Linked DNA regions of Mustela erminea: region 1 is linked to region 2. Evidence: chromatin contacts called from public Hi-C data. All regions are on one chromosome and are shown on one strand. The core of a region is the stretch at or near the end of the contact, and the rest is flanking DNA. Distances in the headings are between cores, read along the strand shown.

What was found. Hi-C and Micro-C count contacts between places; a contact is called where the count stands out from the background.
Region 1: a Hi-C map of fibroblasts shows a contact between it and region 2, with 8 times the contacts expected there. The contact joins two enhancer-like sites. A contact is called at or near these places in 2 of 3 Hi-C or Micro-C datasets (fibroblasts and spleen).

What each region holds. Positions count from the first base shown.
Region 1 is chr3:122,780,595-122,785,164 of mMusErm1.Pri, forward strand. PDGFRB (platelet-derived growth factor receptor beta) reads left to right here. Exons shown (of 23, transcript XM_032337337.1): 2 at 4,369-4,414. Among named protein-coding and RNA genes, the nearest start is that of PDGFRB, 14 kb to the left of the region's middle. Within about 2 kb of position 3,212, the one cell type or tissue checked has open chromatin away from gene starts, as enhancers often do. A contact at or near this core is called in fibroblasts, where this site is marked.
Region 2 is chr3:122,713,588-122,717,609 of mMusErm1.Pri, forward strand. No RefSeq gene overlaps it. Among named protein-coding and RNA genes, the nearest start is that of SLC6A7, 21 kb to the right of the region's middle. Within about 2 kb of position 2,699, the one cell type or tissue checked has open chromatin away from gene starts, as enhancers often do. A contact at or near this core is called in fibroblasts, where this site is marked.

The DNA of each region.
Region 1 (4,570 bases), core at 1,962-4,461, 68 kb after region 2:
CCTGTACAATGGGCACAGGAAGAGGGTTGGTTTGGAGAGATGATCCCTGAGGGCCGTGAAGCTCTGATATTCTGTGACTCTAACCCCGTGACTCCTTGGCTAGGCCTCCTCCTCCCTCTGGCATCTTGTTTATTCAGAGCATCCCTGGCCTGAGACTGCCCGCCCCAACACCCCCCTCCTCCTTGCAGCAGGGCTGCCTCCCATCCTCACCTCCCTGCTATTTCTGCCCATTCCCTGCCTCCAGACAGAGGGTCCCTCCATCCACTCGGGAGCCTACAGCCCCTCCAACCCTGAAGCAGCTTGATGGCAGCTCTCAATCCTGGCCCTTTGCCTCATTCTCATCTCAGGAAATGACACTGCATCCCCAACACACACACACACACACACACACACACACACACACACACACGCTCCTGCCCCCCCCTCAGTGTTCCAAGTCAGAATCAGGAGTAGGGGCTCCTGCAAGCTACCTCTCACTCCAGCCCCTCCAGCCTCTATCACCAGGTCCCATCGCCTCTCAGCTAAACCAGTCCCACTCTGTCCCCAGCCCAAACACAGAAGGCGGCGGTGGCACGGGCTGGCCGAGAGCACTCTGCAGACAGAGGTTCGGTCTCTGCTCTGCATTCCTAGGCAAGTTCCCTACCGGTTCACTGCCTTGGTTTCCCCATCCAAAACAGGAGTGACCCTTGGATGTAGCCCACAGAGTCGGCTGGTGAGCACTGGCTTGTATTGGGTGTTGTGGCTGTGTGTTCGGATGTGTTGAGGCCTGCGTGCACACAGGCCCCCCTGCACGTGTGCAGCTTGGCTGGGGCCGGGTGCACATGTGATCTGTGGCACGTGTGCACCCCGCCCATGGGTGTGTGGGAGAGCGCACAGGCAGCAGTCTGCGCCGAGAGCGCGTGTGCGGCCATGTGTGCCGGGTGCCGGGGAGCTGTGTGCACGTGGGATTTGTGTGGGCACGCACATGTGCAGTGCCTGCGTTGAGGGCTGGGCACACACATGGCCTGGTGCACACGGGTGTATTTCCGAGCAACGTGTGAGTGCGTGGGAGGTGGGGCTCTGGGGTGTGTGAGAGCATGCCGGCCGTGTGCAAGCCTCCCCCACCGCTGGCAGCCAGGGAGCCCTCCTCCCTGGCCTCCCTGTGTCGTGGGAGTCTCGGGACCCCGAGGGAGGGAAGCTACTGCTGGCGGATGTGGTCCAGAGGACTGGATTTATTTAGATTAAGGTGGTGGGAAAGAATCACAGGAGCTGGAAAGACATAAGTCTGGGCTCAGAGTGGTTCCCCAAGCATGCCTGCTCCCCAGATTTGGGGTCCACATTCTGCTCCCCCAAACGGGTCCTTCTAATTCACTGGGAGGAGCGGGACAATGACTCCATCTTTGGACCTCTGCCCCCACCAGTAAGAGGAATCATGAGGTCTTCCTGGCCCTCAGCACCCTCCTCATGGGCAAAGAGGGGATCCCTGAGAGTCCCCGCCCTCTCTCTGCTTCAGGGGCCTCCCCAGGCAGGAGAGTATGGCAGGTAGGAGGGTGCCTGCATCCTGACTGTGACATCCATCTTGTCCCAGGTGACTCCTCCCTGGAGAGCAGCTCTCCCCCTGAAGAAGGGGGAGTTGTCACAGGCAAGCCTACAACCTCCGAATTAGCTGCTTGGGCCTCTGTGGGGTTGGCTGGCACTACAGCAGCCTCTGAGAAGCATAGAGGTCCATAAGGCATTGGGTAAATAACTGGGGGTATCAGGGAGTCATCTAAGATGGGCCTGGGAGGTTGAGTCTGGGGCCCCCAAACTGTACTCTTGTTCTTCCCAGTCCTTCTGTTGTCCACACTACCTTTTCTTTTGCCACCTCCTGGGTTTCCAGATCACCTGTTTATTTGTCTCAAAGTCCCCTGAAAGGCCGGCTAACTCCCAATTGTAGATATGGGAAAAGTGGGGCCCAGAGAGGGAAACAATTTGTCAAAGTCCACACAGCGTGTCTGTGACCAAATGGTCAGGGAAACTCAACCTGTGGAATGAGATGGGTTGTGGATTGACGTGACTCCAGCCTCGGTAACGTAGCCCCCTCTTTCTCATCGGCCTCACCTCCCTAAACCACCCCAGCAAGAATAACAGTGACCAGAACCTTCTCTCTAGCAAGTGAAAAGCACAGTTTTAGGACAAGGGTAGCTCTTTGAGTTGCCCCTTCCAAACTTCTCCTTGTATTCATGGGGGGGGAAACTGAGTCCCAGAGAAGGCAGGAGACTTGCTGAGTCTCACGGTGAGTCTGAGATCCCTTGTGACTGGAGCCAAAATGTTCATTTCCTAGAGTGAGAAGTCGGTCCAAGATCCCTGGAGCATCTACACTGGCCCTGAGCACTTCTGCCCAGACTATCCTCTCCTTAGCCTGATTCTGCCTTTTTGCTGTGTGATTAGGCCACAATTCTGTCCCTCTCTGGGCCGCTGCCTGTTCAAGAGGGCCCCTCCTGGCTCAGAGTCTCAGAAACTCTGAGCTGCCCCCGGCCCCACGCCCAGCAGGAGAGGAGCCAGGGTCAGGGGAGTTGGGGGCCCAGCCTGCAAGGCCCAGCCTTCCAGAGCCAGGCCAGCCCTGGTCGCAGTGACCTCCCATCTCCAGGCCAGCCGACCAAATTCCTCCTTTAGAATAATAAACAGTGTGGCCAGCCAGGGAGGCTGGGAGGGGAGCGGCAGGGAGGCTGAGATGACCCCCTCCCCCAGCCTGGGCTGCTAATGATTTTCTTTGGCTGGGATCTCAGGCAGGAAGGGGGGAGCAAGAGGGGCACCCAGCTAGGGGCACATGGGCCTCTGTGGGAGCTGCTGGCTCTGCCTCTGCACTGATCCCTCTTGCTGGTGGAAGACTGGCATCCAGCTGGAGAGGTTGGGGCAGGAGGGACGGGAGTGGGGGTGCTGTGGGAGGGCTGGGCTTTGTCTCTGGAAGAGTCAAGAGAGAGGAATGGGGAGGAATGAGGAGACCCTCAGGCAGGCTGGTCGAAGGGATGGGGAGGAGGAGGAAGGGCAAAGCAGAGTTGCTCAGAGAGCTTCCTGGGGGGCTGGGCAGTAGGGGTAAATGCTGCCCCCATAAGTGGCCCACTCCCCATCATCCCATTTTGAGCTGGCAACTGAGGACACAGCGAGAGCGATGGCACAGGAGGCAGCCCCCATGGGGCTCAGACCTGGAGCCCAGCCCTAGACTGGGAAGTAAAGAGCCATGTGGGCGTGGCCTGAAGAGCCAGGCCTGGCCCGGCAGCCACTCAGGGAAGTCAGCAGACCCGCAGCCCGGGAGGCGCCCTGTGCCTGGTCACGCGGTCTCTTCCCACGTTTCTTGCTCTGTGACCCCTGTCTCCTTCTGGTCACCTTCTTATCGATGCTGCAGGCAGACCCTTGCCAGCTTGGCTATTGGTGGTTGTCTGGAATCCGCAGATGGAGCTGCTAAGGGCAGGGATGGAGCAGAATCCCACCTGAGTCGATCTGTCTCTCTGTGGTCCTTCTTCTGTCTCTGGCTGCCTCCTTTACCATGTGCATCCTCCTTCTTGGTCTCTGTGTCTGTCTCTTTCTGCCTCCATCATTCCAGATCTCTTTGTCTCCCTCCTGGACAAGCTCTGCTGGGTCATCCTGCGTGAACTTCTTTCCCATCCAGAGCCTTGGTTTCCCTGTCTGGACCCTCGGGGGTGAAGGTGGGGGAGCTTGGATTCAGCAGTCTCCAAGGACCTCTGAAGACTTCCCGTGCAGTGGGGCTGCCCCTGGGCTCAGCCCCTGGCCCCTCTCCCCTAGGCCTCCCTGTGCAGCTTGGGGCTGAGTAAAGGGGGCCCAGGCATGGGGGTGCCCCCCCCCCACATTCCGCAGTCCTGACTCCCCCGCTTCCCTTCCCACAGCCGCCTCCACTTCCTGTTGTGCTTTTGGAGCCTGTGGGAGTTCTCTGGGTTCTGGCTTTCCCCTCCTGCTCCCCCAGGCCTTTCATCACGCTTTCCCAAATATTTGTCCTGGCAGATAAGAGCTTGGTATTGGAACTGTCACCCAGATGACTGGCTGTTAGAGCTGGCGGGCCCCTGGACACCATCCAGCCCGAGTCCCCCACTCCCACTGCACATAAAGAGAAACTAAGGCCCAGAGAGGCCTGGGTTCAGCCAAGGCTACTGGAGAGGTAGAGGCAGAGGCGAAGTTTGGTCCATTCGCCCTGAGGCCCAGCCCCATGCAGGGAGTGGGAACTCGGGCGAGTATCCTCTTGATCATGGGACATGGGTGGCTTTCGACTTCAGCCTCATAGACATGGAGGCTTGGTGGTCTGCGCTGGGGTTTCCTCTGCAGGACCCAGGTGCTAAGTCCAATTTTGCAATGACTGTGCCCACTCAGCCCTTACCCCTATATTTAACTCTGCAGGACACCATGCAGCTTCCGAGCACCAGGCCAGCTCCTGTCCTCAAAGGTAGGTACACTGTGGCTTCCAAGTGTCATGCCAGCTCCTGTTGTCAAAGGGGTAGGGGACCCCCAGGAGGCACTGAGCAGAACCCTAGAGCTGGCCAAGGCTGTTAAACTAGCACTGGGGCCTGGGAGCCCAGGGACACTGCTGTGCTTGTGAGCC
Region 2 (4,022 bases), core at 1,449-3,948:
ACTCTCAGAAAGTACCAACTCCACCCAAAACGCTACTGTTAACCTGACAGGAGCATGACCCCTTAGTGTTCACGGAGTACTTTCACAATACCTCTTGTGTCAGAACAGCCCTACCCTGAAAAGGAAGACAGTTAAGACTCAGAGGCAAAGAGGCTTCCTGCCGGACGGAACCAGGGGTCCCTCCAGGGCCTCCAGTGTCCCAGAGCTTGTCTTCCTGTCTCTGAACAGCCAGCAAAGTGTGACTGGGGTTCTTAGGAATCTCCTCTCTTTGACCCTCCATTCCTTCCAGCGACCGCCCGCAGTCCCTACCTCCCCACTGCCCATTTACTACGAAACCCACTGACTCCCTTGAGCTAACTCTTCCTTCACGCCAACGACTACGCACACCTACGCTTTGGTGTGTGCTCGCACAGTCCTCAGTTCGCCCATCCACCGGCCACTGCGTTTCTCTTCTGTTCATTCCACGTTGTAGGGCAGAGGGAGGGAACCTGGCTGGGATGGCCCAGGGTGTGAGGAAGGGGGATGGGTTTCAGAATTTTAGCCCCTCCAAACACCTGCTGGGGTCTGCTGCAGCCAGCTGGGCTCTAAGTAAAACTCAGTGATGAGTGGGACCTGTCTCTTGTCCCCAGAGAGGCCACCCCAGAGAATGAGCCACGCGGTGACCCAGAGTGCACGGTGGGCTGGGGTGGGGGCTGGGCCTGGAGATGCGAGGTCTATCAGAGCCAGAGGAAGGAGCAGAAGCATGGCAATGACTGGAGGTGCTGGGGAGGCCTTGTGCCCATGCTCAACAGGGTGAAATGGGGGGTGGGGTGGAGGCAAGGCAAAGTCTGAGAGCCCAGAACAGTGGATCAGGTAGGGGTGGGGAGAGATGAGGCTAGGGAGGAGGCTGTGGGAGGCCAGAGTGTCAGAGTGGGTCCCAAATTTCCTTTGTTGTGGATGTGCTTTTCTGGGGCACAGCTAGGTCCCCAGCAATGGAAATGGCCTTCCCCAGACCCTAAATCCTTTAGGAAACATCCCCCAGCAGGTGCTGGGAGTGTTTGTACAGGGCAGGGTAGGGCAGGACCAGACCTGTGGGAATGGCCCCTGCTCCTTGTCCTTCCTCCTGGGATAAGCCCTACCCTCCCTCCTCCATCTGGACCTACCAAGGTCTCAGAAGCCACCTTCCTCTGGGCATCCTGGCCTTACCATCCTTTCCTGGGCTTTGGGCCACAGCCAGGGGTAGATGGAATGATCTAGAAGTTGACTACTTTCACCCAAGGAAAAAAGGAGAATTACCATCATTCTCTCCCGGTGTGACACTGAGTGAGTTCCTTTTCCTCTCAGGACCTCAGATTCTTCACGTTACAATAAGGGGGTTGAACCTGTGGTTCCCCAAATACGGGAACTGTGCTGGCTGCTGCAGAATCCCCCAGGGAATAGGCTAAAAATACAGATGTTTAGACCCTACCCTCAGGGGACAGGATGCAGGAAGACTGGGCTGGTCTCCAGGCAGCTGTAGTTCAGTAAGCAGTCAGTTCGGGAATTCTGCACCAAGCACCCCATTCCCAGTTCCCACAGCCACACTGGGAGCTGGAAGACCAGTTATCAGCGAGCCCCACCCCAGGCTTCCCGCTTCCCCACCCACTCCCCTGACGCAGCTAGATCAATATTGACCATTGGCCCCTCCCCTGCCCCTGCCTCCTGCCACCCCAATTCCTAAAACTCTGTGAGACCCTGACCTTGGGTCAGTGGAGTCAGGGTCAAAGCCAGCCTTGGGGCCTGGAGGATTTTAGGGCTGCCCTACTACATTTCATCAACACCTCCTGTGGCCTTGGCAGGAGCTCCCCGTCCGTCACAGAAGCCATTAGAGCCCTTAATCATTAACTCCATCCAGAAAGAGTGGCCTATCCCAGAACCCAGCTTTGAGGAATGGACACTGTTCCCCTCTGTGGCTCTCCAACCCATCCATTTTACAGATGGGGACACCAAGGCCCCGCCTCCAAGGCACTCTGCCATGGAACGGGAAGGTGCAGCTCACCCTCTGCCTGCCATCATTGCCTGACCCTGGCTCTGAGCACACCCGTCCCCGCCCTCCTTCCCCCTTTACTGGTTGGAGGCAGGAGCTGGGCCTCAGTTTCTTGATCTGCACAAGGGACAGGAGGCTCGTGAGAACCATCCCATTACAGGGCTTCTACCTACCACGGTTTGTACTACACCCTGATTTTTTTTTTTTTTTTAACTATGCACTGAACACCTGTATTATCCCACTTTATTCCCTGAAGGGGGGAAGGCTATTGTCCACATCTTCCATCTGAGGATGCTGGGGGTCAGAGGTGAAGCAGCAGATCCAGCTCTGCTCTGACAAGCAGAGTCCAAGCTTGCCTTGGCTCCTGTTGGCTCTTGTTCTCAAAGGGAGGCTGCTCGCAGATGCCATGGACATCGGGGGCAGAGGCTTTCTTTCCCTCAAATAGAAAGCAACCCTGGATGGGGCACTGGGAGGAGGCCTCAGTATGGCCAAAGGGGGTGGACTGCTACCCTGTCCCGGGGCAGAAGGTCAGGCTGCAGGAAGTCAGGCGGAGACAGAAGGGGGGCGGGGAGGGGGACGGCGGGTGGAGTGCTGGCCAAGGATCCACAGGCGGGCAGGCAGCCCTGGACGCCCTTCCAGGGCAGGACCAGCGTCAACAAGGCCTCAGGCCCCAGAGGGAGTGGCCTGGAGCTCAAGGAGCCAAACTTTCCATGAGCCACCGGCAAAAAATGAGTCTGGAGAAGAGTGTCCACCGCAAAACCGTAGGCTCAGCAACACAAGGTCACGTGAAATTCAGAGGGGCCAGGGCTGTCTTAACTCTTTGCTGGTTGTCGCTAGAGCCACCAGCACACTGCTTTCAGTTGCTGCTGTGTTGGGTAAAGTTGTGAGCAGGCACTATGGGTCCCCAGGGCCACACGGCCAGGGAGGGGCAGAGCTGGGAATGAAGCCAGGCCTGTGTCGCTGAGTCGTCTGAGCCCCCTCCTTGATGCCCTGCCATGGTCCCAGAGGCTGGGGGACTGGGGAGAGCACTGTAAGTGTCTCAACTGCACAGAAATGAAGGGGGTTGTCTCTGGGCTGTCACGACTCCCCAGGTGTAGGGCTGAGCCAGGCTCCCTGAACGCTCCAGGAGCCCATACCTGATGGGGAATGGAGGGCATGTGGAGGACAGACCTAAAAGGATGGCTTGGGGTCCCATGGATGAATGGGGAAGACACTGGAACAGGAAGCCTGGGCCTGCTCAGGGCACCACAAAAGGTGAACTTGGCTGGGGTGGTAGGAGGGAACACAGGGGGCAGGACCTACTGAGAACCAAACACAGGTGACTGTGTGACCCTGGTGCTGTTGACCCTGACTTGACCTTGGGAATACGGCTGACCCTAATCGTGTGGGGCCCTCTCCCCTGCCCTCTCCTGCTCCCCTTCCACCTTCGGCCTCCCAGATGTTTGCTCTCACGGATCACAGGCTAGAAGGGACTGCGGATGATCAGTGCCCCATCTCAGCGCTTCCCAGGGACCCCCAAGAGCACACCATCTCTCGTGAGTCCTAGAACATTCCTAGAAGAGGAATGAAGGGCCCCAGGACACTCTCTCCACACCTGAGCCAGGCACAGATGCTGCCTCCCAGCCCTTCGCTGCCCCTCCACCCGCCCTGAGTCTCCCCAGGTCAGGGGGCCATGGACACAGAGATCAGCTGAGAAGGAGAGCAAAACACTGATTAGGGGTGGGGACCCCGGGCCTGGCCCCAGCTCCCATACGTTGTCACCACGGGCCACAGCCCTGCTAATCCCCAGTCTCCGCAGAGCCAGAAAAATGAGACATTTCTCACAGAAATCCAAACTTCCAACTTCTCTTAAAAAGCTGGGCTATCTGGCAACCTGGGTCCATGCTTGTAGGGGACGGCCTCCCCAGAAGAGAGGCAGGCTTTCTTCTCTCGTGCGCCAGGTCCCCACCACTGACTCATCACGGCCACCCTCTCTGGGGACCAGTCACCACCTGCTCTCCCGCTCACACCTACAGCT